Regions from separate parts of the Mus musculus genome. Here all the other regions are linked to region 3. Evidence: chromatin contacts called from public Hi-C, HiChIP or PLAC-seq and promoter capture Hi-C data. All regions are on one chromosome and are shown on one strand. The core of a region is the stretch at or near the end of the contact, and the rest is flanking DNA. Distances in the headings are between cores, read along the strand shown.

Evidence for each region. Promoter capture Hi-C pulls out the DNA fragments that hold promoters and counts their contacts. A called contact is a pair of places that touch in the nucleus more often than the background predicts. HiChIP or PLAC-seq counts read pairs in DNA pulled down with a chosen protein or histone mark.
Region 1: a promoter capture Hi-C map of hippocampal neurons shows a contact between it and region 3, with 2.4 times the contacts expected there. The contact joins the enhancer-like site here to the promoter of Gdnf in region 3. A contact is called at or near these places in 2 of 39 promoter capture datasets (embryonic stem cells and hippocampal neurons), 4 of 484 Hi-C or Micro-C datasets (embryonic fibroblasts, embryonic stem cells, granulosa cells and 1 more) and 1 of 115 datasets of contacts at active chromatin or transcription factors (astrocytes).
Region 2: an H3K4me3 HiChIP or PLAC-seq map of embryonic forebrain shows a contact between it and region 3, with 2.2 times the contacts expected there. The contact joins the enhancer-like site here to the promoter of Gdnf in region 3. A contact is called at or near these places in 2 of 39 promoter capture datasets (cranial neural crest and hippocampal neurons), 2 of 115 datasets of contacts at active chromatin or transcription factors (embryonic forebrain and stem cell-derived neural progenitor cells) and 1 of 9 other capture datasets (embryonic stem cells).
Region 4: a Hi-C map of muscle stem cells shows a contact between it and region 3, with 5 times the contacts expected there. The contact joins the enhancer-like site here to the promoter of Gdnf in region 3. A contact is called at or near these places in 6 of 39 promoter capture datasets (the 3T3-L1 cell line, embryonic stem cells, hippocampal neurons and 1 more), 1 of 15 datasets of contacts at CTCF or cohesin (the NIH/3T3 cell line), 10 of 484 Hi-C or Micro-C datasets (the HL-1 cell line, LSK cells, cerebellum and 6 more), 4 of 115 datasets of contacts at active chromatin or transcription factors (embryonic hindbrain, embryonic stem cells, forebrain and 1 more) and 1 of 9 other capture datasets (embryonic stem cells).

The regions. Positions count from the first base shown.
Region 1 is chr15:7,141,759-7,148,324 of GRCm38.p6, forward strand. All of the region lies in intron 1 of Lifr (LIF receptor alpha), which reads left to right. Among named protein-coding and RNA genes, the nearest start is that of Lifr, 15 kb to the left of the region's middle. Within about 2 kb of position 4,038, at least 42 of the 459 cell types and tissues checked have an H3K27ac peak or open chromatin away from gene starts, as enhancers often do. A contact at or near this core is called in hippocampal neurons, where this site is marked.
Region 2 is chr15:7,192,590-7,199,179 of GRCm38.p6, forward strand. It overlaps Lifr (LIF receptor alpha), which reads left to right. Exons shown (of 20, transcript NM_001358593.1): 20 at 1-4,900. Among named protein-coding and RNA genes, the nearest start is that of Lifr, 66 kb to the left of the region's middle. Within about 2 kb of position 1,757, at least 80 of the 459 cell types and tissues checked have an H3K27ac peak or open chromatin away from gene starts, as enhancers often do. A contact at or near this core is called in embryonic forebrain and stem cell-derived neural progenitor cells, where this site is marked.
Region 3 is chr15:7,814,242-7,820,209 of GRCm38.p6, forward strand. Gdnf (glial cell line derived neurotrophic factor) reads left to right here and starts at 1,309. Exons shown (of 2, transcript NM_001301357.1): 1 at 1,309-1,524. The coding sequence starts at 1,374.
Region 4 is chr15:7,220,753-7,227,049 of GRCm38.p6, forward strand. Egflam (EGF-like, fibronectin type III and laminin G domains) reads right to left here. Exons shown (of 22, transcript NM_178748.6): 18 at 1,996-2,074. Among named protein-coding and RNA genes, the nearest start is that of Lifr, 94 kb to the left of the region's middle. Within about 2 kb of position 2,394, at least 25 of the 459 cell types and tissues checked have an H3K27ac peak or open chromatin away from gene starts, as enhancers often do. A contact at or near this core is called in cerebellum and muscle stem cells, where this site is marked.

The DNA of each region.
Region 1 (6,566 bases), core at 2,788-5,287, 670 kb before region 3:
TTGATAGGGAGAACATTAAGGAAGAATAAGTTGTGTGTGTGTGGGGTGCTCTGTGAATCAACAATCTGCTTTGTGTGTGAGCTGAAAATGTCCGAGACTTGCAAGAAACAAATTGTGCTTCTATCAGGAGACAAAACTGTTGGGAGCTATATAGAACATCCGGGGAAAAGCCAGAATCAACTTAAACTGAATGTAGGTTTTACTTAAATTAGCATACGTTCTTAAGAAAATTTTAAGAGTGCAGCAAGAGATGGGCCAGAATGCTTATGGAGGTAGGACCGGCCGCGGGCCTCCAAGTGACAGACACTCTGGTCTTCAGTGAACATTTTCTTTACAGTCTTGCCTAATGTCTCTTGTAGAACAGTTTGTTGTGGTTGGTTTTGGTTTTGTTTGTTTGTTTTGTTTTGTTTTGTTTTGAGACAAGGTCTGTCTACATAGTCCTGGATATCCTAGAACTCGATATGTAGACCAGATCGGCCTCCTCATACTCAGAGATTCTCCTGCCTCTCTCTGCCTTTTTACTGCTGGGACTAAAGGCATGTGCCACCACGCCTGGTACTGACTGATCAGATAGTGAATGCTCAATAAACTATCAGATTGGTCTGTCATTGTCACCACCACCACCACCATCAATATCAACATCATCATCACTATCACCACCACCACCATCATCACCACCATTATCATCACCATCATCATCAAGTAAAATGACATTATAACATGACTCAGACCTTGGAGTCAGAATCCTGGGTCCCATTTCTGGCTTTGTTCTTTACAGGTCACGAGACTCTGGCAAAGTCACTTAACCCCTTTGTTTCCTCTTTGAGTACCACGTGAAAGACACCAGCCCCCACCTTCCCCCTAAGCACTGTGATGGTGCCAGAGACAGTCATACAGTCAGTCGCTCAGTGGCTGCTTACCTCTTTCTCACGAACTTTGTCTAAACCATCATGGGACAGCATCTCACACCACACTCACCGTTCACTATCCATCGAAGTCTCTGCATTTGAATCTGTGTGTCTTGACTGCTGTTGAACATGGGGTTCAGGGGTGCAGCTGGCAGGAAATAGCAGAGAACTTGTGCCATGTGCAGATTGGGACTTCTTCAAGGCCAGGGAGGGCCGTGGATGATTTCAGCATAATATGACTGACTTCCTGCGCTGGGGGACATTGACTGGGATCATTGGAGTAAGTGAGGGCTGAGAGGGACTCTGGACGTTTGTCTTATTTCCCCAGTACCACTGTGGCCCTGAAGAAGAGGGTGATTATGATGTCCTTAAAAGGTGCCCCGTGTGCTCATTTTACCATGGCCTTTATAGAGAGCTTCTTGAGGGTGGAGCATTTGGTGCGTGATTGGAGATCCTTGGAGCTTGCTTACCCATAGTCCCATAGACCCTTAGATGGGTCCTGTAGGTAGGGAGTAGCTGGACCCTGCGCAGACTGGAGGAGAACACTTAAGAGTAAGTAAGGTTTTTGTTGAACTAGAATTTGTAAAATTTGAGTAATCATTTTGTGTATTTTATCTGTTGCTTTTTTTTTTTTTAAGACTAAAAATAAACCTTCCAATTTCCATACCCCTGGAGGGCAGAGTTGCAAACACGATTGTTACTTCAGCAGCCATTTTCTTCTTCACGGTTGTTTCCCACATACTGCTACTAAGTTTTATTTTTCTCCACAACCTGTATCTGTTCTTCCCACTGTTGCCATTTTCACTGAGTCCCTGAAATGCCCAGTGTTACACTTGTTTCCTTGAATTCACTGTCTGGTACTTTTTTTTTTCTTCCACACATTTAATGCCTGGGATTCCCTTATCCGGCACATTCATGAAAAATGTCACACAGACAACTGTCACAGTTGTCCTCTATCACCTTTGTCCTCATTGCCATCATCATATAGCATCCTGAGTAAGCTTGTCAGCTGGTAAAAGGAGCCTTTAGCACTATTATGTAAGTGTGATCATCTGGTTGTCGAGCATCCTTGGGACATTAGAGAGGACCCCTTTCGACCTAAGATGTGGTCCATCTTTTCCTGCCCCTTGCTCTCCCAGTCCAACAGTTTTATCAGGTCAGGGTTGCCGCTGGCTGCACTGATCCAACCTCCCTTCCAGATACCTTTCTCAATACTTTCCTGATCCAGGATCAACGCCAGGCTTATCGATCTCTGGGGGTGTAGATCACAGCCGTGCAGATGCTTAACCCGTATCCTCACCTAGGAAGCAGACCTCTGGGTGTGTGCATGAGGGTGTTTCCAGAGAGGTGGTTTACGTGATGGGGCGGGGAACCCACCCTGAAGCCGGGTAACCTCACGCCTCAGGGTCGTCAAGTAGGACTGAAGGAGCAGGCAGTAGTATAGCAGGAACTTCGGCTTCATGTTAATTAGCGACAGGAAGTCACTGCTGCAGCCAGCCGTGCTTTGCCCACCTGGCTGGCCTGATCCTTAAAATGGGCAGAGTAAACCCTCTCTTAAGCTGCTTCTTGCCAGCTGCTGTCACAAACACCTAATACAGCCTGCTTCTCGACAAAGAAGACTCTGAGATATTTCTGCCAAATGCCAGTTATTTCCAAACATTTTTTTCCTGTTCCATTCGTTCTGTCCTCTTCCTCTGCCCCCTTCCTTCCTGTCAATTCCTTTTGAAAAGCATTTGTTGTAGTCTGAACTGATACCTAGGGTTTGTATTTCTGAAATTTAAGGGGGTGGGGGTGGGGAAAGCAGGGTTCTTTTAACGTAAAAGCTTCAGATTATAACTCTAAAAAAATATACCACTAGGGCACATTTAGGTTATTATGTGTGCATTGAAATGCAGATATTAGAACAATTTGTATTTTGAGACATGGGTTTGGTTTGTATGTTTTGTGAGTTTTTTGTTTGTCTGTTTTTTTGTTTTGTTTTGTTTTGTTTTGTTTTTTTCAGTTTTAAGGCAGGCTTCTTAGTTGGCTCCCTAAGAAGTCTTTTGGCCTGGAAATGTGTTTTGTTTGGCTTGAATGCTGTTGTGGTATTTCCCCCACCCCCTAAATTAGCTGCTAGCATTTGAAAATGAGATTTCACATGTTTTTCGTTTTATTTTTGTTTTTAAAAGATAGCAAGCCCTTCTGAGTCTAAGAGGGAAGGCCTGGCTAGACCTGCAGTACGTGCTGGTTAAGGTGCCTGCTCTGCAGGTAGCAGCGCTCTCTCTTTCTTTCTGAGTCTGTGTAAAACAAGACAGTAGCTCAGTTGGAAGACCCGTGGCTATGGGATGCCGTGTCTATTTCCTGTATAAAACAGACAGAGGCTCTGGCTGCTAGCTGCTGGCCACCCCACTGTCCTTGGCAAGCCTCAACTACTTTGTCTGGCTGGCTTTTGGAGTGTGTTTGGGTTTGCACCTGCTCACTTAAAGAACTCAGCTAATCAAAAGTCTACTTAAGAGTTGGAAGCAGGACAGGAAGATGGCAGTTATTTTCCATTCGGCCCCCTCCCTGCAGACTGTCAGAGCGGGATACGACGATCACATGCCCCGCCCGTAGAAGCAGGTGACGCTTGCTAGTATGGCATTCACCTGACAGGATGGAAGGAGAGAAAGGCCCACAGCTGCTGGTTGCTTGAGGTATCCTGAAAGTACAATGGCCGTAGGGTTGTGCTCGTCTCAGTTAGTTTGATGACATGGAAGTAAGGACTGCCCTGAGTCCGAGTCGGGTCAGTTGAGAGCTAAAGCCTAACATTCCAGCTGTTTGCTGTGGTCCTGTTCAGCTGTGACCATGTTAGTGCCAGAAGGGGTGTTAGAGCCCTGGACGCCTGAGGTCTCGGGGGTCTTCTGTTGTGGATTCACAGTTAAATGTATTGCTCCAGAGCTGAGATTGGTAAATGGTGCTAAATTCAGGTTCCCAGCTCTGCTTCTTAGATGTGTGACCCCCTCTGTGCCTCAGTGACTTACTGGAAAGAGAGGGATAGCGACACTGGCTTCATAGAGTTGGCACGAGGATTCAACCCAACTGCACACATGGTGCATGCTGTCTGAAAACGGGAGTTGCTTATTGCCTGGCAGAGTCAGCCAGAATCCGAATTTGAAGTGCATCAAGTGATTGCATAATTATCGTTTTTTTTTCCCTCCCTCAGTTTCAGCAGGCCTTTAGGAGTGGGTTTAATCTGTGTATTTGAAAAAGAAACTAACAGCAATTTGAGCCAAGTTGCTGGTTTATCTCTAGATATATGTGTTTACCTTACTCTTGGGGATATAAAGGAAGAGTGGGTGGGTGGGGGACAGACAAGAAAGACATTGTAACTCCTCATTAAGAACTTGGTTTGAATGAGTTAGGCACAATTGTCAAGTAAGTCCTGAGTATACAGTGCTCCTAAAAGATACTGTTCGGTTCAAAGACTTTAAAAAGCAATAGGAAATAAAGTAGAAAGAGGGGGTATATTATCTCCCTATTTTGTGATAAACATGGAAAACACAAATTAAAGTACAGGTAATGTCTTGCTTGAGAATGAGCATCAGCCTCAGACTGAAGAAGTATCAATACCCTTAGTAAGGAGAGGGTGGGAAGATGGGGAGTGGCTGCTTCGTAAAGCCCCGAATCTCACGGGGAAGATTCCTTGCTTCGTACGGATGTGAAATGAATTAATGGCTTAAGCTACCCATGCCAGAAGTGATGAGGGCCGTAGCAAAGGAGATAGGGATGGGAAGAACACGGGGGTGATTGGTGGTCAGTTGGGAAGGATGAAGACATGAATGGGTGTCTTGAGTAATCTGGAATTGGCCCGGGCCTGAGAGAACATGCCTAGAGGGGAAAGTGAATTTCCTTGTGTTTCCTTTTGGGTTTTTTGAGGACTCTGAGGCATCCAAGTATACATGCAGCATCCAAGAGTTTTCCACATGGGTTCGGGAACCTCCTGGAGTGGTTCTGTGTGGGTAAGCACACACTCATCTGGTAAATGATTAGTCTGAAGCTGGCCAGGGGCCAATTCCGTGAAGCAAATTTGGAAGTCATTCGTGCTGAGTGGTGGTTGAAGCCACGAGGGAGGATAACATTCATGGAGGGGGAAAAAAAGGATGAGATGAGCCAGCCATCACCAAGCTCAGGAGTGCTTCCAATTATTTAATGCACGCGCCTGGCATGGCTGGTAACTCGTGGGGCTGAGTCGAAGGATTCTAGCCATATACTAAAAGGAATCTTATCTGTATGTGAAAGATTCTGGCAGAATGTAAAAGGACACAGAAGCCCTGAAATTGGCAAGATAGACGTCAGTGTTAGCATGTCAGTTATGCATGTATGATAATTCTCCATCGGAAAGAAGGAGATAACGCCCAGCTGCTGAAAAACAAACAAAATCCAGATTGAATGATTTTAAAGAAAACATTGCAAATTACCAAAAAAACATTTGAAGTATTTTTATTGTAAATCAAGGAATTGGTACCTTCACAACCCACGAGTTAATGATGAGATTTGGAAAGACATCATCCTTAGTGTTGGTGGGAGAACAGAAACATCCATCTGTTTCCTATCTATTAACTATCTATAATCCAAAAGTCAGAGAACTGCAGCTTCAAACTTGGGAACTTGAAATGCCACCATGCTTCCTGTCTTAGTCAGGGTTTCTATTCCTGCATAAACATCATGACCAAGAAGCAGGTTGGGGAGGAAAGGGTTTATTCAGCTTACACTTCCATACTGCTGTTCATCACCAAGGAAGTCAGGACTGGAACTCAGGCAGGTCAGGAAGCAGGAGCTGATGCAGAGGCCATGGAGGGATGTTCTTTACTGGCTTGCTTCCCCTGGCTTGCTCAGCTTGCTCTCTTATCGAACCAAGACTACCAGCCCAGAGATGATACCACCCACAAGGGGCCCTCCACCCTTGATCACTAATTGAGAAAATGCCTTACAGCTGGATCTCATGGATGCACTTCCCCACCTGAAGCTCCTTTCTCTGTGATAACCCCAGCTGTGTCAAGTTGACACAACACCAGCCAGTACACTGTCACGGTGGGGAAGGCTGCGCCTGGCAGTCTACAGCCTAAGTGAAGCGTCACCAAGAACACTGTGTAAGATACCTTTGGACTATCCACTGTGTGCCCAGTAGGAAATGTAAAGGAGCCTCATGTTTGGATTTGGGCTCCCTTCTCTGAGATAGTTCATTATACACACCCAAATGCCAGGGTGCAAAGGAAGACCAGTCCAGGCTCTGACACACCAGGCTCTGACACACCAGGCTCTGACACACTCAAGTTCTGTGAGCTGGATGAGGAGGATATGACCCGTTCTGAGGAGTGGGGATGTTCATGGTTGTTTTGAATGTAAGCTTTTTCCGTGTTAATAACATAGGAATGTTTGGGTTACTTATTTCCTTATTTTTCTTAATCTTATGTCTGTGTTAATGTACACAGGTGTGCACACATGAGTATGCATGCGGAGGTCAGAGGTCAACCTCTGGCTCTGTTCTTCAGGGGCTGTCTGCCTTGCATTTTGAAGCAATGCCTGTCTCTCAGTTAGACCCGATGCTCTCAGATGTCCAGGAGTCCTAGTGTATCTGCCTGTCTGGCACTGAGAATGTAAGAAGGCCTCACCATGCCCAGCTGGTTGGCATGGGTGGCA
Region 2 (6,590 bases), core at 507-3,006, 620 kb before region 3:
TTCTTTTAGTTCAGATTTTATCTTTTATTTTTATTTTATTTTTTATTTTTTATTTCTTTTCTGACAGGGTCTCACTATGCAGCCCTGGCTTTCCTGGAACTCACTATGTAGATAAGGCCAGCCTCAGACTCAGAGATCCACCTGTTTCTGTCTCCCAACCTGGAACTCACTATGTAGATAAGGCCGGCCTCAGACTCAGAGATCCACCTGTTTCTGTCTCCCAAGTGTTGGTGTGCGTGTCACCATGCCTGGCTTCTTATTTTATCTTCTAAAGAATCATGTGAGAAAAAAAATACAGGATGACAAGGGACAAAGTCATGATCCTGTTTTTAACCCTAGGATTCAACTACATTTTGGAGCTCCATGATATAGTTAGTAGCTCTTAGAAATTTTCAGTACTGAAAAATATTCCAAGCCAGAGCCAACACCAAAGAGTTTCTGTCTTCCTTGTGCCCTCTGGCTCCATCCTCTACCCAGCCACTCTAAGCCCTGCTGCCTCCTCCCCCCACACCACGCCCCTCCCCTTCTCCCACCCCCTCCCCCCCTCCCCACTCCCTGAAACATCTTACTACTGCTATGCCCTGCTTGGCCTCTGCCTTGTTCCCCAGTGAAGCTTCTCAGTTTCTTATTCCCATCTAATTGGGATCAGAGTTTGCGAAGGTTACAGCTCATCATTCCGCACTACGTTAATCTGGGAACACGGGACGGTCAGGAGAAATGGACTCATTCTGTCCAAAGGATGTCCTTTTGGCGTGGGTGTCCAGAATGTTGGGAGTTTAGAGTGCTGCTCACCCCACCCTGCCTCTCAAGTCCATTCTCAAGGACCACTGACTGAGGTATGCAGAAGCGGGGCAGCCCTGGATTATTGTAGGAGAATGTGACGTAGGACTAAGGCCAAGGCAGCTTTTTTTTTTTTTTTTTTTTTTCCCCATTGAAGTGAATGCAGCTGCCTCCCTGGGCAGTGTTGTTACCTCTGTGGGTGTGTATATAGGAGTAGCCTAAACAGGAAGAGGACAAGGGAGAAGCAGACCACCACTGCCATGCCCTTAATACCTGTCTCATGGTTTGGGACTTTGGCAAGTGTGCACTGCGGCATCAGTGCAAGGGTCGTTCGTGCCTTCAGTGCAAGTTGGCCTCGTAGTGGATATACTCTGACGTCGGGGGTCACTGTGAGAGAAGAGCCTACAGGTGTTCCCAGCTCGAAGTGGATATACTCTGACATCAGGGGTCACTGTGAGAGAAGAGCCTACAGGTGTTCCCAGCTCGAAGTGGATATACTCTGACGTCAGGGGTCACTGTGAGAGAAAAGCCTACAGGTGTTCCCAGCTCTTAGGAAAAGGAGAGAAACTATTCCTTCCTAAGAAGAGCCCAGTCATTGGCCAGGCAACTCCAGATATCTCGACCAGAATTAGGTTCCTGTCTGTCTGTTGAACAGAGCCACATGCACACCCTTTTGTAAGCCAGTTTCATTCAGATTTCCCTGGTGAGACATGGAGATTGAGGGTATCATAATACTTATGAGTGGCCATTTTCAATAACATCTAATTAAAGAGAACATTCTTAAATACTTAATAGGCTTTTTGAGTTTTACACTCCATGAATTAGTGCACATGTACCTTCGGAATCTTCCTGTTGGTTGAACCTGTGGTGTCCCGGCCTTGAGACGGCAGCTCTGCATATCTGGAACGCTGGGTTGTGTTTCTGAGCTGGGTGATAGAGGTGCTTTTGTTCCTGCAGCTGGCAACAGAAGCCGCCATTCATCGGGAAGCTCGAGGGAGGAGCTGTCAGCCTCGGTTTGCACATTAGTCTTGCTTTCGTGGTTCAGGGGAACTGGAAGGATTGCATTCCGAACACCCAGCACTGTCGCACTCAGACATGACAGTAGGAAATCACAGTCTTAGAAGTTCTTGCAAACTGAACTCTTGTTAGAAAGCTCTCCTGTCACAGTAATCCTGACTGTATTTGCATCCGTCCCAGCCCTTTCAGTGCTCAGTATACCTAATTTAGTGAAAGGCTTAAGAATGCTTCCTCCCGATAGAAATTTGAAGTCAATGTCATGGTATTTTGCAATTCAAGTACCCCTTCATATGTCAATATGCAGAAAGTATTATCTCAAAGTCTCTTACTGCTTAGGCACTTACTCAGATAGAATTTGTTGTGTTTGCACTAAGGTAATTTCTACTGTTTCCTGTTTGAAACTGGGTTGAAATGAGCAAAATGGCCTTTTAAAGGATCCCGAAAGTACAATACTTGGCATCTCAAGTGAAGTGTGGGGGAAGGGCCATCAGCTGCTAATGCCAGGCACACAGTGAGAGTTCTGTGTCTGTATTGATGGGGTCCCTTTCTAGAGTGTGACAGATTCCGTGGAACTGTCTTGAAGGATGGGAGAGATTAAGATGTGACTCGCATAGATAAAAAAGAATTGACTGAAAGATTTGGATACATTGTGGAAACAGCCCCACAGTGTGAGGGAAACTGTGAAGACTCATCAGGCCTTTCACTAGATGCGCCCTGTCAGCACCCTATTCACTGCAGAGTTGTTTGCTTTTGTGTCATGAGCTATTAGCTTGGAGACCCATCTGTACCAATCTGGCTTGCGTTATGTCAAGCAGCATGCATGAGCGAGCTTAGCTGATCACTAGAAGAACTCATTGTCTTGGTAAGATATACCAAGGCATTTCCTTGAATTGATTTGATACTTTCTTGTGAAAAAAAGTTTCATGCTGTCATACCTGTCTTACCTCAGTGTCCAGGACAAAAAAATTTACAGAGGGGGTGGGGGTGGGGCCAAGCAAAAACTGTTAATCTTTTAGACATAACCCTAGAATATCCTTCAAAGTGATTTCGCTTGAATCGTGGATTCTGCCCAGTGCTATTCACCCTGTTTAAACCTCTTAGTTTACTAGGGTTGTTGGATTTTTGCTCCCTTTATCTTAATAATTACATGACCATATTCATGCTGATTATAATACAGAGGACTTATTTCTAAATGGAGGCATAAATGATTGTGAGCAACATTTAGCTGAGCACTACCAAGTTTTGTTTTGTTTTGTTTTGTTTTTCCTCTTGTTAGAGTTTCTGGGGTTGTCCTCTGGCCTAGAATAGCCACATGCTTCTAATTATGATACGAGATTGTGACTGGATCAGGCTGTCCTTAACCAGAGTAGTACTTCTTCTCCTGTATTATGAATGGCAGTTTTTGTCCAAGGTGTAAATAGAATTTGCTTAAGTTAAATTCTAACTGTGGCATACTTTTATTATAAATAAACCATATCCGATTGCACATTAAACAAGTGTGCAATTTTTGGTTGCTGGAACCGAATACTTTAAAAATGAAAAAAACATGCTGAGGATAAAAGACAGGAACATTAATGTTAGTTGATTCATATGGGCCTTCAAGATCGCCTTTGTATAGACAATCAACATGAAAAGAAATCCCGCTGTAATAGGCATTTTGCTGTACTTATGCCTAGAATATTTGGTACATCTAAATTGGCTGCCTTCCTAATTTTATTCTGATTTCTTACATGCGCTTTTATTTGTAATTATTCCATCTCAAATGGGTAGTTTCAACTTTCCGAACTAGCTCCAACATCCAGTAGCATATCTTTAGAGATCAAAATATCTTTAGGTAGTAATCCCATCGTCCTTAAGTCCTGAGCAGCTGAGCCCTTTGGCAGGTGGTCCTAGAACAAAAGGCTGAAGGGAGGTTTGCGGGGCGATGCTCTCCTTTGATGCAAACACTTTCACTGTCTTTTCCGATTAGCTCAATTATAAACACCCAGCTCCTTCCGCTTACGTTTCCTTCTGATGTAGTCTTTGACAAAGTATGAACAGCATGGTGAAGGAATGTTGAGGAATGAACCCTGTCCAGCTCCTTGTGATGGGGTAGATGTTAGGGGATACCACAGGACACAGCTGCTAAAAGACATTCTCTTTAGAGTTGCTTTAAAAAGGTTGTTCTGGATAGAGAGATACGCTGAGTCCCAGATGATACCAACTTACAGGCATGTCCAAAGGTAAAGTAAGCCATCTGAAAATTCTCATTGGTCCTAGGAAAATTTTTTAAAATTTATTTTACCAGATCTTTCACTAGCAGACAGGCCATCAGCCATCTTCCCTGTAACACTAAGAAATTACCACTTTTTTTCCTTTCAAATTTGCATTACAGTGCATTACTGTTTACAAGACACACATACTGTGAACAGATCTAAGTCTTCGTCTTTTGTAAGGTTTGTAGAATGAATGTTGTTTTAAAAGATGGTGTCATGTTAAATATCTCTAGGTCTCTGTAAATGCTAGCTCCTGTTTACTAACTTTTGTTTGGTCAGGTGTGTGTCCATGTAGCTGAAAGAAGATAGAAATTGCTGTTTGCATAACTTTCCCCTGTTTTGTTTCTTGCAAAATTATCACTACAGACTTGTGTTAAATCAAAGGATCGGTTATGATGTGCAATACCTAAAATCATGTTCAGTCCTATAAGGAATCTTTTCAATGCTCACACACAGGACATAAAGGAGATTGATGTGTGTGTGTCTGCGATTCACTCCGACTCAAAAGATTCTGAGTTGAGTATAGAATAAAACAGTACTCACGGAGATTGACAGCGGAGACATTCCCAGCTTTGTGAAATGTTATGTCGCTGTTAAAACGGGAAATTTGAACCCTTTATAGCATAATTTCAGAATTTAGCGTCCATATCTTTTGAGAGACATGATTATCACAAGAACATAGATGATGTAAATAGCCTAAGACACTGCAAATATAAAACTACTATCGCTTGGCTGTTAATTATATAAAGATGTTACCAATGTCTGTTTTTAAAACATGCATGTATTTAACAATTTTATCATAGTATTGTCATGGAAAAAATAAATATATTTTCTTACATCTTACCCTAGTAAATTTGGACATTTATTGTTTGGGGGTGCTTTCCCTCATGTCTCAAACATTTAAGAAAAGTGTCCTTCACTTTGTTCTTTGTTTAGTTCTTACTCTTATCCCATAATAATCACAGTGACTCTATAGCAACCAAGAAGCTTTAGCGGTGGCTTTAATATTTGGAGGTATTGCTGTGCTGCTGATAGCACCTTCTATTTGCTCTGTTAAGTTCATGTTATATTTATAGAGAAAAAAAAGGATTCTTATATTTAAATTAAAAAATCAAATTACTTTTTACAAAGTGAGAACCTAGCATTAGCAAGTAGCAAGATTATTGCCATATGTAGTCGTGCACACCTTTAGTCCCAGCCAGCACTAAGGAAGCAGGAGCAGAGGCAGAGGGATCTCTGAGTTGGAGGGCAGCCTGGTCTATATAGATCCAGGCCACCCAGGGCTACATACTGTCTCAAAAAAGAAAAGAAAAGAGAAATGCTGGTCCTTAAAGCAGGAGTTGTAATTTATTATTTCCCAAGAGAGCTGAATATTTCAGGAGTTTCTGGGAATGCATAAAAATTTCAACTTAATTTTGAAATATAGCAATTGACTTAACAAAAGTCCAGTCATTTAGAAGTAGGCAGTGGCATTAGAGAAATGTTCTTTGTCTTTTGTGGCTCAGACTTACCACGAATAACAGCCAGAGCATGAATGGACCCGACTTGAGCCTGTAAAAGTACAAGCCAGTTGTAGATTAGTTGTGAAACACATGTTAATATTTAAGTGCTAGAAAAGCTCACACATATGGTCTGTACTTTGGGGAATTCTCAATGGAGAACTTGTTCCCAGAAGGTTGAGTTTCTGAAGCCAAATTGTGTACCACTGTTACCTACAGGAACAGAAAAAGTGCAAAGAAAAGAGCCATGTGCTCATTAGGAAGAAAAAAAAAAACCCTAGAGATGGATGAATCAGTAAGTGGTAATGTGTGATATCCAACATCATAGCACAGTGTGATAGCAACCCTCCGTCCTTCACAAAAGAATTATAGAATTTATTTGAAATGACCTATACATTTGATCCAGTCCCCTTCCCCATGAACGACCGGCAGGAAAACTGATTTCAAGTCATCCAGTCTCTCTAACCCAGGGAAATTGATAATGAGAGATGACTTGAACTCATTCAAGATTAAATTGGAGATGATTTTTTTTTTTTTTTTTTTTTTTTTTTTTTTTTTTTTTTTTACTTAGAAGATCAATCTCAAGTTGTGGGGATAAGAAAAGAATTAGAAAATCACTTTGATAAGCTGTCAAGGAGAAATAATATTAAAAGGGAGGAAACCCCAGTGCATTCATCTTTCTGGTAGCTAAATGCTTGAAAGGGGAGAAATAATTTTAAGTTCCAGTTCAGATTTAAATCATCTGTCCCCTTCTGGCTCCAGCTGGCCTGTCACCATGGCAAACCTGTGTCAGCACTCCAGGCAGCCTGGGAGGAAGGCATAAGGACTTTTTTTTTCCTCACTGCCTCCCCTCCCCCTCAGAGCTGATGGTGCCAAAACACATGGGCAGAGGAAGCAGTGTTGAGAGTAGATGGCATCCCCTCCCCCCTTCTTGCCCGGCCACAGTGCAAACCAGCCTGCATACCCTGTCAGAAGCGAACCAAGAGTCTCATTATTCCAGGACCACAGGCACTACTGGCTGGGACTGGTTCCACCATTT
Region 3 (5,968 bases), core at 59-2,558:
GTGTGTGTGTGTGTGTGTGTGTACCTGAAAACTGATTTGCCCTCCCCCATTAAAAATGTCAAGACTGTTTTCTCAAAATGCATGATTTACCTGATTTGAGAATGCTCCCCAGCCAATTCCCCATGCTGGAACAACGGGACTTGTGAGTGACAGAGTACCACCATACCCGAAGTGATTCAATCTCTCTTCCCCCGTCTCTTTGGATGGGACTTTTCGCCAAGTGAACATAGCCTTCTTTATTAGCAAGCTCACCCCAGACTGCAAGGCCTTCTTCCTTTCTAGAGATGTGAGGTCTTAAGAGTCCAAAGGACTCGGTGTTCAGGACTCTTACTACGGTCCTGGGTCCTGGAGTAGCTAGGGGAACCGAAAGATAGCATCTCTGCTGAGAGGGACAGAATTAGGACCAAAACTTCACAAAGCTGCAAAACTAAAATCAAGGGCGTGTTCGGGTATACCACGGAGGGCTTTAAATGTCAAGATAGATCCAGTCGCCGCCTACTAACAGTGGTAAAACATTTATTGGGCACTTTCTGGACTTGTTCGTGAGTTAATGATCCTAAGAAGTGGAACTGGTATTTTAAGCCAAACCGATGCTTCCGAAGTTAAGTGACTTAACTTGGCACTTTTATGCAGGCCAGAGTCTGCAAAGTCACATGAACTTGTTCTGGTGACATTTTTTTCTTTCACTTAGCCAGGATGTTTAAAAGGTAGACAGAGGGAGGGCAAGTGTTTCCACCAAGCCTGAGCCTACACCCTGCCTAGTTAGAAGAAAGGTCCAGCCTGGGACAGATAGGTGAGCTTGATTTTAGTCCCAGAGGTAAAAAGCCTGTTGTTTGCATCAGCGAAAGGATGGCTTCCAGAGCTCACATATGGGAGTTGCTGGGGAGGGGAAGGGTGGTCTCTGTCTGTCGAGGGCCGGGCAAAGGTAGCCAGATGGGGGCTACCCCGTGCGCCCCCGCCCCCCGGGAATATGGGATGTCGCGCGAGCCAGTAGAAGCAACGGGCCCGGAGTTGTGGTATAAATTTATGTCCATAATCTGACCTCTGGAAGTTGGAGGCTGGAGGACCGAAGAGTGGTCAGCAGTGCACCCGTTGGGAATGCGAGCTGCACCTGGGGTGTACCAGGGATGAAGGAAGATGGGCGGGCAGTAAACCAGAACAAGGGCGGGGTGCTTAGGGAAGCACCGATCAAAAGCAGTGCGGGCGGAGAGGCTGTGAGTTGGGAGCAGGTTGGGGGGGGGGGCAGGGAAGTGGTGAAGAGGCTGCCCTGCAGTCAGCACCAGGGTCCTGGGCGTCTGAGCCTAACTTGCCTGGTGCGGTTCTCTTCCCCGCTGCCCGCCCGCGCAGGTGCCGCCGCCGGACGGGACTCTAAGATGAAGTTATGGGATGTCGTGGCTGTCTGCCTGGTGTTGCTCCACACCGCGTCTGCCTTCCCGCTGCCCGCCGGTAAGAGGCTTCTCGAAGCGCCCGCTGAAGACCACTCCCTCGGCCACCGCCGCGTGCCCTTCGCGCTGACCAGTGACTGTAAGAACCGTTCCCTCCCCGGGGGCATCATCCGGCGGACCCCAGGGCACCCTACCGCAGCATGCACGCACGCAGTCACCCGGGCCAGCCGGGAAGGTTGTGCGCCTCTCCACTAAGTGGGAAGGGCTGGGAGGCCCTTAAGGGTACTCAGCTGCATGCCGCTGCCCAAGGGTTTCCAGGCGCCTTGCAAATACAGAGGATGTGGAATAGTGTCCCTTTATCATTCTCATCAACAAATATCCCACTATCGCCACCATCACAACCACAACCAGGGCACACACACATTGCCCCCAACCCCTTACTTCCCTGCCCCTCTAAGAATACACAGCAGGATCTTTCTTTTAAGGCTATTTTACTGTGCCTTGCTAAAACCCTCTTGCATTTTCATCCTGAACTGCACTTGCAAGGAGTTTTGTGAGAAAGGCCAGCCAGAGAGAAAACACAGAAGGACCTCCATTTCCAGAGCTAGCATCTGCCTAGTGTCAATTCTGTTCAGAAGAGTTCTGCTATAGGAAGAGTCCAGGGTGACTAGTGCAAAGTGGACTGAAAGGGAGAAACGTTCAGAATGCACAGTGCTAACTCAAAAACAACAACCACAACAAACGCAGGGTACTCTTAAAACAAGTCTGTGATTTACTGCTCCAAAGCTAATGCCTTCTAGAAGCGAGCAATTACAACCTATCCTCCAGTCCTCAGAAGTCCATACGGGTAAAGTCAGATAGACAGGAAAGGAGTTACAGAGAAAATGAAAGTATCTAGGTTAAAAGGTGGCAACAGAAAAGTTGATACAATCTCAAAATACTCAGCGGCCACCCACCTCACCCCTTAGAACGAGTGGCTTTGAAGGTTTGCATTTGAAGTGCCCTGTGGTTATGACCACCAGGGAAAGCTTGAGTCAGCCCAGGACGTACAGAAACCCTTGGCCCTGGACAAGAAAACAGGCAGAATGTGGCAAGTGTTTCATTTCAACAACAAAAATGGCTTCTTGTATAAGGGTCAAAAAGGGGCGGGGGGGATAGAATTTTATAAGGATTTTGGGAGTGATTTGTGGTTTAAAAGGAACGTAGTTGGTCCCTTGAAATTCAGACCCAGACCTGTCAATTAAACTCATCTTTAAAGAGCCTCACTTCAATCCCAAGCTTAGGGCGTACAAATATTTCTCTGATTGAAATTCTAAATGCCCTCTGTTGTTGTCTTCATTTAACCATTGCAAAAGGGCAAACCAAAGGGACAGGGGCAGAGTGGCAGATAATAATAGTTCTCAAATTCAGGTATCAGTGGAGAGAACTCTGACTGTTTGATTGCATTCTGATTAATTCATGGGGGTTTAATTGCTATATTAGTATCCTGTCTACCGGGGCTTGCTTCCCACTAATTCTTCCAAGTTAATGGCTTTAGAACTCAGTGTGAACAGTTTACAGCTCCACGGAAGGAATGCCTTTCTTCTCCCACGTGCCAGTAGCTACCAGGATTGCTCCTTGGCCTCCATACTCCTGTCCTAACCATCCTTGGAGAATAGACTCATAAAAAGAGAGTGGAGTCTTCTAAGAATGCTAAAGGTTGTTGATACTGGATTGCATGCCAGGAGTCTAATTTAATGGGTTTGAGGTGTAGCCTGGGTGTTCAGACTTTTAGATGTTTCCCAGGTGTGTCTAGTGTTGTTCCCAAGGTTGAGTCACCAAAGTTTGATAACACCCTAGGAAAAACCTGAGGCTTCTGTGGGTTAAGCAGCCGTTTAGCAACCAAAATAGTATTGAATCCCATTGACTGCCTGGATCCCACTGGGAAGTGGGCAGGATTGCATCTCCCTTTCTCAAATGATACTAAAGCATCTATGGACAAGATTCTGACTACGATTTTGTTCAGGACAGCAGAATGCATCCAATTCTGCTTTGTCTATGGAAAGACCCAGTAGAACCTAGACAGAGAAATTACCCAAAGAGAAACTGAGCTGTGTTCTAAGCCAATTGACTTCTTTCCAGGTATGTTCAATTCGGCAGCAAGCTGTCAGTGCAGGGAAGGCAAAATAACGACAGTGTGCAGACTTTAAATATTCAACTAATGTCAGCACACCCCTAACACAGTGCTGACATTTATATCCTCACTGTACACAGAGCAACTGGCTAAGTCTTGTGTAGAAAACCATTAAATCATTGCATTTCATTTGAAAATAAAAGGTGCTATAAATTTTGGTCACTGTAGTTTCCTTCGGGTGCTTGGGATTTCATAATTAAGCAAAAGAGCCTCTGTCACAGTGACAGTCACTGTGCACTTTCCATAGAGACACTGGAACTGTGTCTTCCACTGCACACATTCACTCTTGAGACAGCATCTGTTCCCCTGGGTCCAGGACAAGTTAAACATCCCAAGTTCTATTCCAACATAGGAAAGCCAAGCAGATAGAATTAATAACTGACTTGCTTGTCTTGAGGTTGGCTATAAAATAAATGCCCCATGACCATTTTTAACTTACTCGGAAACTTGCTTGTAGCTTGCTTTTGGAAGCATCCAAGACTTTGTCTCTAGCCCCCTTGTTCATTTGTCTTTCTTCCTGCCTATCTTCTCCAAACGAAGATTAGAGATTGTGTGAGAGGTCTGTCGTTCAGGTGTCATAGCATTTTAAAGCTGAAACAAAAGGTTTCTGGTTCTGAGAGCTGAAAACATGAAATCCAAAGTGCCAAGTACCCCCGGTGGCAGTAGACAGGTCTTGGGACTCCGAGGCCAGTGTTTACCCAAACCACTAAGATACATTACGTATGGAAGGAACTCTATGGGGGTGGATGCCCTTCAACCAGTGACTAAAACTGATTGCTCAAGATTTTCAGAACTTATTGAAGATTCATTCATTATCGTCTTATGCTACATCTTGACTATCACTCTAACAACTAAAAGCATAAAATACGTACAATTTTAAATGTTTACATTCGTCAAATAATGTGTGCCTGTTCATTCCAGAGACTGACCAGAGTGCCACAAATATCTGGTATACGTAACACAGAGATGTCTCTGACTGTATAGAACATCCTTCCATGAATGTACATATTTGGTTCCAAAAAAATTAAGCATGAAGGAAACCTGGGCAGGTAGCATGGACTGAACTTGATTAGACACCAACTGGGAAAGGACTTATTAAGTGTGGTGGTAGGGCTATAGGTCAGTTGGTAGAGTGCTTGCCTCACATGCAAGAAAGTCAAGTTCCTGGGTAATTGGGAAAGGGCACCCAGTACTTAGAAAGAGGCTCTTGAAACTAAAATCTGTGAGGATAACTCTTTTCAGAGACACTGATCCCTTATTTGAGATCAGAGACCAGTATCTTCTTTCTTTTTTTTAATTAATTAATTTTTTTAATTAGGTATTTTCTTCATTTACATTTCAAATGCTATCCCAAAAGTCCCCCATACCCTCCTCCCCCACACTCCCAAAAAATAGTTGTCCAGAGAAATTACTTTCAAGGCTCACTTATAATCTGCCAGCCAGGGGACATTGCGTGTGCCCGCCATTATGCTCAAATGGGTTAATACTGGCTGATACAAAAGTGAAATGTTGCTGGTACTTTCCTTTCCTTACAGTAGGACCTTGTTTCTCCAGGGCTCGTGGTCTTCACTTAATGAAGACACTTACTATATAATTAATCATTTCAGCTCCAACAGAAGCCATCTCATACACCTCTCACATGCCAGGCATGGACAGCATCCAAAAGGCAGAAATTAATCTAGCTGTAAATTATAAGTAGACAGGCAGGCAGGTGGACAGGTGCGTGGACAGGTTGTTACCAGGAAAGATAGACACATATATCCTTTGGCTAGAGTCATACTGTAATGAACTCACTGGGATGTGGCGAGCAGGAGAGGGGGAAAGTTCAAGGGAGTGGGATCTGAGCGGTGCTTGGAAGGAAAGGGAGGGGAACAGACTAGAGAGCAGCAGGCAGAGTTTGTAGCCATGCAATCAGGGAGGTGGACATCAAGGAGGACAGGGCAATGGGCATGTGGGTGATGAGGTGCTGAGGCAGGGGAATTGGGAGACGTCTTGGGAGAAGATTGTGTAGTACGCTCCTGAGATCTAGAAAAATGAGTTTGCCCCATTTCCTATGGCAGGCAGGTGACAGCAAGTGCCGCCTGCTACACAGCCGACATGTGCCAAATAATAGCCAGCTACCAGAGGGTGGGGCATTCAGCACAGGCTGTCCTTACTCGGGGCTTTGGGCTCCTGTTTTCAAAAGGCTTCAAGGCATGAGCGCAATCAAACCAACCCACTCACCCTCAAGGGCACGGAAACATAAACACCATACTAAAGTTCGTGTCCCTTTTGACTATTCAATGAATAACCTAGCTGAGAGCAAATTTTTAGCATATTTTTGTAAAAAACAAAACAAAACAAACAAACAAACAAAAACCCAAAACTTTGGCCAATTTCACTTCAACTCTTCCCCCAATAAAGATAAAAT
Region 4 (6,297 bases), core at 1,144-3,643, 590 kb before region 3:
GAAGAGGGGAGGGGACTTCTGTCTAGGCTCACTATAGCCTGACTTAGAGAGGAAGGCATCAAGCTTGTCTTCCCCATGCAGAGGGCCACCAGGCTAGCTACAGACAAGTCAACCCTGGGCGGTTCTTTAGGAACCTGCTGGTCCTTGACTCTGAGTTACGCTTCTTCGCTCCCTTGGCAACATGGGCTGGCATCAGTCAGTCAAGCCAATTTGGCTTCTCTTATCTATGCTTGGTTTAAGAATAGACACAAAAGTTCTTGTCTGATTTACCAGGAGGGCTCTACCAAAGCTTCCTCTCTCTATAGCGAGAGCCCTTTCTGCTTCTATAGGACACTGACCAATTTGACAATCACCTCATGAGTGTCCTATGGGAAGCTAGGGACTATGCTGAAGGTACCATGGCAAGCATGGATGAGATATTGAATCTTTGAGGATGCTGCAGGGCCTCTGGATTAATCAGCCCAGTTGTATGAAGGTTGTACACATTTTATGAAATCTTCTTCCTGTTTAGGACATTTTAAGCTGAGTTTTATGTTATGTGACCCTCTAAAGGCTTTAAACTGAAGTAGATCATGAACATGTCCTTTTGGATGGCTTCACACAGGTGTCCATGTGCCTGACCACACACATCCATGCGTGTGCTCCAGCAGAGCTGCTCTGACTTGAGGCTTCTCTATCTCCAGCTCCTTTGGCAGTTGGCAGCCTCTGGCTAAGCACTGGTGACCAAAGACTCGGGCTCCTTCCATAATGCTCAGCTTTGTGTGTGTGTGTGTGTGTGTGTGTGTGTGTGTGTGTGGTGCTGAATGACTTTCTACTGTTGGTAGGAAAGAGGCAGAGGCAGACAAGGGTGCACCTTGTCTGGGGATGCTTCTCATCTAAATCCTCATTCCAAGGCAACAAACAGAACCTGTCATTAGAGAAGTGAAGCCGGGTCTATCTCCTCCCACAAGCCCATGCCTTTAATCCAAAACAGTCCCTAAGCTGGAAACCAACCATTCAAATATCTGAGCCTATGGTGGCCATCCTTAATCAAACCACTACAGTAGCCTGCTATGCCTACAGTCACCGTAAACAGCCCAGTAAACGATTTCTCAATTAGTCTTGCTCCTCGATATCCTAAGTTCTATCCTAAAGCAAGGTGGCCTTAAAGATATATATTTATATTTCTCTTATATTTGTAAGAAAAATTCCAGAACAATTTTTTCTGGTGATTAAAGGCCGATGAACATCTCCACTGTCAAAGGACTGGGGGACAAACTGAAGTTGCCAACAGCAAGCCTGGCTGAATGGAAGGATGCTTTAAGAGCCAACCTCCATCCTTGCCACATATACAGGCTGCTTGAAATTCTAGCCCGTCCCTGCCCCCAGGGAACAAAAGCTGTAACTGGAGCATTTGTATCATGCCTTCTGTCCTTATATTATACTCTTCTGTCCACACCAAGAGAAGTGAGCAATCTTCACTGTACTGGGCAGAGCCTTGGAGGGCAGTGGACATTTGAAGACATAGGCACTGACCTGGCAGGAAGTGGCTCTGAGCTGCTTGGTTGGGGGCAGCTGAATGAACCCTTTCCATAACTGGCTCCAGGCAGATCTGCAGGCCATGGCACAGAATAGCAGAGAGCTAAGAACCCCCTCTCAGGTCAGAGGTGGGGGTGTCTGATGTGATCATACTCCAGCTCCAGGGGCATCCAATTCCTTCTGCCTCTCAAACGAGAACCCTGGAAACCCCAGGGGCAAGTGACATTCTTCCAGGCCCTTTGACCAGAAAAGGATTGGAGAGCTTACGATGGGGTTGTTTGGAAAACTGATGCCTTCAAGTTTTTGCTTATTTGTTTTGTTCTTGTTTCTATGTTTGTTTCATGTTCACCCCCGCCCCAAAACCCCAGCCCATGGGGAGAATTATCATCTGGCACAGACGATGAGGATAAACTCATGGAGTGATACTAAAAAACTGACATCTAGGGAATAAGCAAGCTGCTGCGCGGGGCTCATTACCTCTTGAGGATATTTGGGTTGTCATACGTCAGGTAGCTGCGGCCGATGAACTGTGGGATCTCGATGGCTTCTATAATAGCTGAGACAGAACAGAAAATGGAGGTTATGAGACACGCGCACCCCTACCCCCCTTCGACTTCAGCTCTCACAGACGTCAGGAAAGCTAGCTGTGGAATGTGCTATTTGACAGCTTGTCAGCCCCTTCCTCTTGGCTGTGCATGTGATTGGCCCGGCTCACGGCAGCCTGGCCCAGTGGCCTGGCAGGGGTTTCGCCCCTCTCCCCTTTCTCCAGAGCCTGGCGGCCACTGTCACCAGCCTTGGCGTTCTGCAGAGAAGGCTTTGCAATGTGCTGAAACTTGAACTGTCCCCAGCGCTTCTTGGAAGCTGGAGAGGAGCTGGAGCCATGTGGAGAGCAGCTGGGGATAACCCCAGAGTTTTGCCAAAGGAGGCAGAGAAAGTCATCCCCAAACAGGGCCCAGCGGGGCTCTTTATTTGGGGGATCATCTCCTGAAGACCCCGGCTCTGATATGAGTGACTGAGAAGTGCAACGGACAAGCTTCGGGCAACATGAAATCCTCCTGGGTGAGATTTGATGAAGCCCTCACTCCAGGCTCACGCGGAAGCACAGGCAGGGTAGGCCTGGCTATTCCCATTTCAGAACAAGGTAATCGAGATCCCCCCAGCTAGAACGCAGACAGGCCATGAACCAGACCTCATTTTGGTTTCTGCCCACCTCCTACTCTCCAGTATTTTAGAAACGAATTTCCTTCCTCCCCATTTCCCATCCCTTGGTCCTCCTGAGAAATCAGCCTTTCATAGACATCAAAAGAGCAGGCGTGTGTAGTGTCACACGTTAGGGTGTGTGGAGGGGGATTTCTGCTAGAGAAATAATCACACAACCCCCCTGCTTTCCTCTTTGGAAAAATACAGAAATAACAGCTTAAAGAAGCCAAGGCAGAGTAGATCTCACACTGAAGAAATAGTATGTAAAATGAGGGAATAACTGGCTTATGAGACAATTATAACTCCAAGAACACACGTTGTTGATACAAAGAAGAAGTTGTCTAAGGACTCCACACCCAGGGAGGGAAACCTATCACTTGATTGTGAGCAGTGGGAGAGTTTCAATTTGACTTTTAAACATACAAAGAGAATGAGAGAGAAAGGTTAGTGGGTAGACAGCCATGGGCCAGGAAAGCAGAGACACTGTGGACTGGGAAAGCAAAGGAGAAGCAAGGACCAGAGGGATGCGCTCCCAGGACTCAGAGCAACACTGTTGGGGTGGGAGTGGGGGGGTGGAGGAAGAGGAAGGGGTGGAGAGGAAAAAGAGGAGGGGGCGGGAGCTCTTGGTTGAGGGGCCAGCCCCTTATTTCAGGAACTGTGGGCTGATAAGGAAGCAAGTGGAAGATGCCCAAGCTGACTGGCATAGGAGACTGACCTCGGCTAAACATAACCAAGAAGGCCCCAGTGGGCCCTCTCACTCCAGAGTGAGAGGTACAGCCAGGACCCATCGCTGCTGTTGTTGGCCCTGTCTGTGGGACTGTCGCCAACAGACATCATTCTCTTTTGGACTTCTTGAAATGATCACGCTGCGTTTGTCACAAGTCTGCTCTGCAAACAGACGTCCCCCCCCCCTCCCCAGGAGGCATCTGTCTACACGAGTGGATTCTAGTCTAGCTGCCTGCCTGCTAACACCCTACCTCAGTACTTGCCAGCTTGGGTACCCATGCTGGGAGGCAGATCCGTGGTACCTTGGTTGGTGTGTCTGATTCCCACTCCCGCTTACCCCATTTCCCTTCTGCCTGCAGTTGGCTGCACTGGGCTCAGGGCCTGGCCAAAGCTGGAGGCTCTGGCAGGAGCTCGAGCGGTTCAATCTTCCAGGCCTTACTGTACTTACTATTGAGGCAGTGGTTCCCACACTCTGCCAGGTGCCAGCATGAAAGAGAAAAGGAGAGTCAGCACTCACAGACATGGTACTTTAGAGAGGAGATCGTTGGGAGCCAGGTTTTCCTGCTTCATGAAGCCTTGTGAAGATCCACCACAGAATGGAGGACAGGCTGTGGCAAGAAGCCCTGGCCATTTCTTCAGGGAATAATTGATGTTGTTCACCCTTAAGTTTATTGCACTTGAGGGTGGCAGAGAACTAGAGACTTATCCTTACTCCCGAGACACTACTTCCAGCTCTCCTTTCTACTACATCTTGAAAAATGGCTTGCTACCTGCTGGCTATTGAGTGTTCTTCAGGCTGCATGCAATCAAGCAACAATATACCAACCAGCCACACCTTCTCTCTTGGATTTTGAAAAACCAAGCTTTTTTGTAATTAACTAAGGGTAAGGCAGTCTTCAGAAACCACACCATTAAGTACCACGACAATGCCCTCAAGTTAGTCAATGCATGAAGGCACACAGGCAAAAGAGCTGTTCCATTAAAAAAAACACCAGTTCCAGAAGAGACTACTGAGCTCATTTCCCAACCTGCATGGTTTAGGTTTTATTGTAAACATGTTTACACTTTAACCTAACCTTCAGACCAAGCCTTTCCTGTGTTCATTCTTTCGCTGCCATGGCCTGACTCATGTATTAATGAAAATGCCTCGCCATTCACTCGCATCTGTACACGACAGCATGTGATGTTGGGTGGTGCAAAAACTGCCAATGAAGAGTGCAAGTCCCATACACCCCGACCCAAGAGAACCTGTCATGTGAGAGAGAGATTTGATGTTTTTGATAAAGAGTTGGAAGGTCGGGTCTCTCAACACACTCAGAGAAGACCATGAGGGTTCTAGGGACTCACAGTCTCAACGCCCACGAGGCTGGTATGCAGCACTGCTTCTGGGTACACCTCAGGGCCAGGGAACGACCAGGTTCATCGGATGGTTAGCTCTCAGGGCAGATGTACCTTTCAAGGGCAGTTTACTTGGTTCATAATTCTTTAGTGTAATGGCTGAGCACATCCAATACCTAAATCTAAACTGAATCTTTTTAAGTGCTGACATCTGGAAAATTCCACACTTGAGATCATGGTGAGGGATCAGTCAAAAGGTGGGCACACTAAAAATGCTGCAGAAAATTGCTTCCAGGTTCTGTAGAAATAGTATATATTGGAAACACAAATAAACCTCATACTTAGATTTGGGTCCCATCCTCAGGGTATCTCTTTATGTATATGTAAATATCCCAAACTTTAAAAAAGTCAAGTCATTTTGGATAAGGTCTATATAACCTGACTTCGCAGGTTTTACACACACACACACACACACACACACACACACACACACACACAATCTTTGTCCATCCAACTAGCCCTGCAACTAAAGACCAATGTAACACAAACATACCCATTTTTCCAGTGTTTAATGATGTACCATTCTAAGAAAACAAATCCCCAGCAGTATGCATGACTTACATATTTTAGTAACGTTTTTATGAATAGTCTTTTTAAACTGGGTTTATATCTACTGAAGCTATTTTCCTATACAATGAAACAAAAAGTATTTTGTAATCACCCAAATCAGCTACAGCAATATACAAATCTGCTAAGTTCAGCACAAAGCATCCCAAGTGCTGAATGAGTGTTAGATCAGGACTGCTCGGGGAAGAAGGACCTTTGAAGACCCAGCCTTGCTCAGGAATGTTATGCCCTAGGCTCAGGCTTCGGGTTGCGGCAAACAGTCCACCTGCCATGGAGAAATGTCTCCATCTAGTGGCCAGCCTGACTCTGCAACACCTGTGTCCCAGCTGTTCTTCAGAAGGGCGGCCATCACAGCTAACAAGCTGTTTTCTTGGGTGACTTGTTTGCTTATGAGGATGGGTGAACCCCAGGAAAAACAGCTGTACCTTGTGCTCACCCACGAAGCACTCCAAATACAGCAAAGGCTTTTAGAATTCTTGTGGAAGAGTGAGCTGTATGAACTGAAGTTCTCCATAAAACGATAACAACAAAAAAACCAAATGTACCCCCCAAAAAAACCAAAACAAAACAACAACAAAAAAAAACTTTGCCCATGTAAAAGATTGTACAAGGCTGACCGACATGTCAGAACTTCTGAATGTGGAGAGCTGAAATGTTGTAAAGCCAGAATCTTGGCTTGGCCTATCTTTATTAATTGTCACCCGTTGTCCCCCTCTGTACCTGACCTAAAGTTTTAGTGACTCGCACATGAAACCTTGTGAGGCATTAACAGAACATTAGGTTCCACCAAGCAAGAAGCCAAAAATATCATCGGAGAGCGTCTGAAAACTATAACATGAATATTCCTGCTTTCCTGTAACCCACCTAGCTGATACTCCCACCAATACA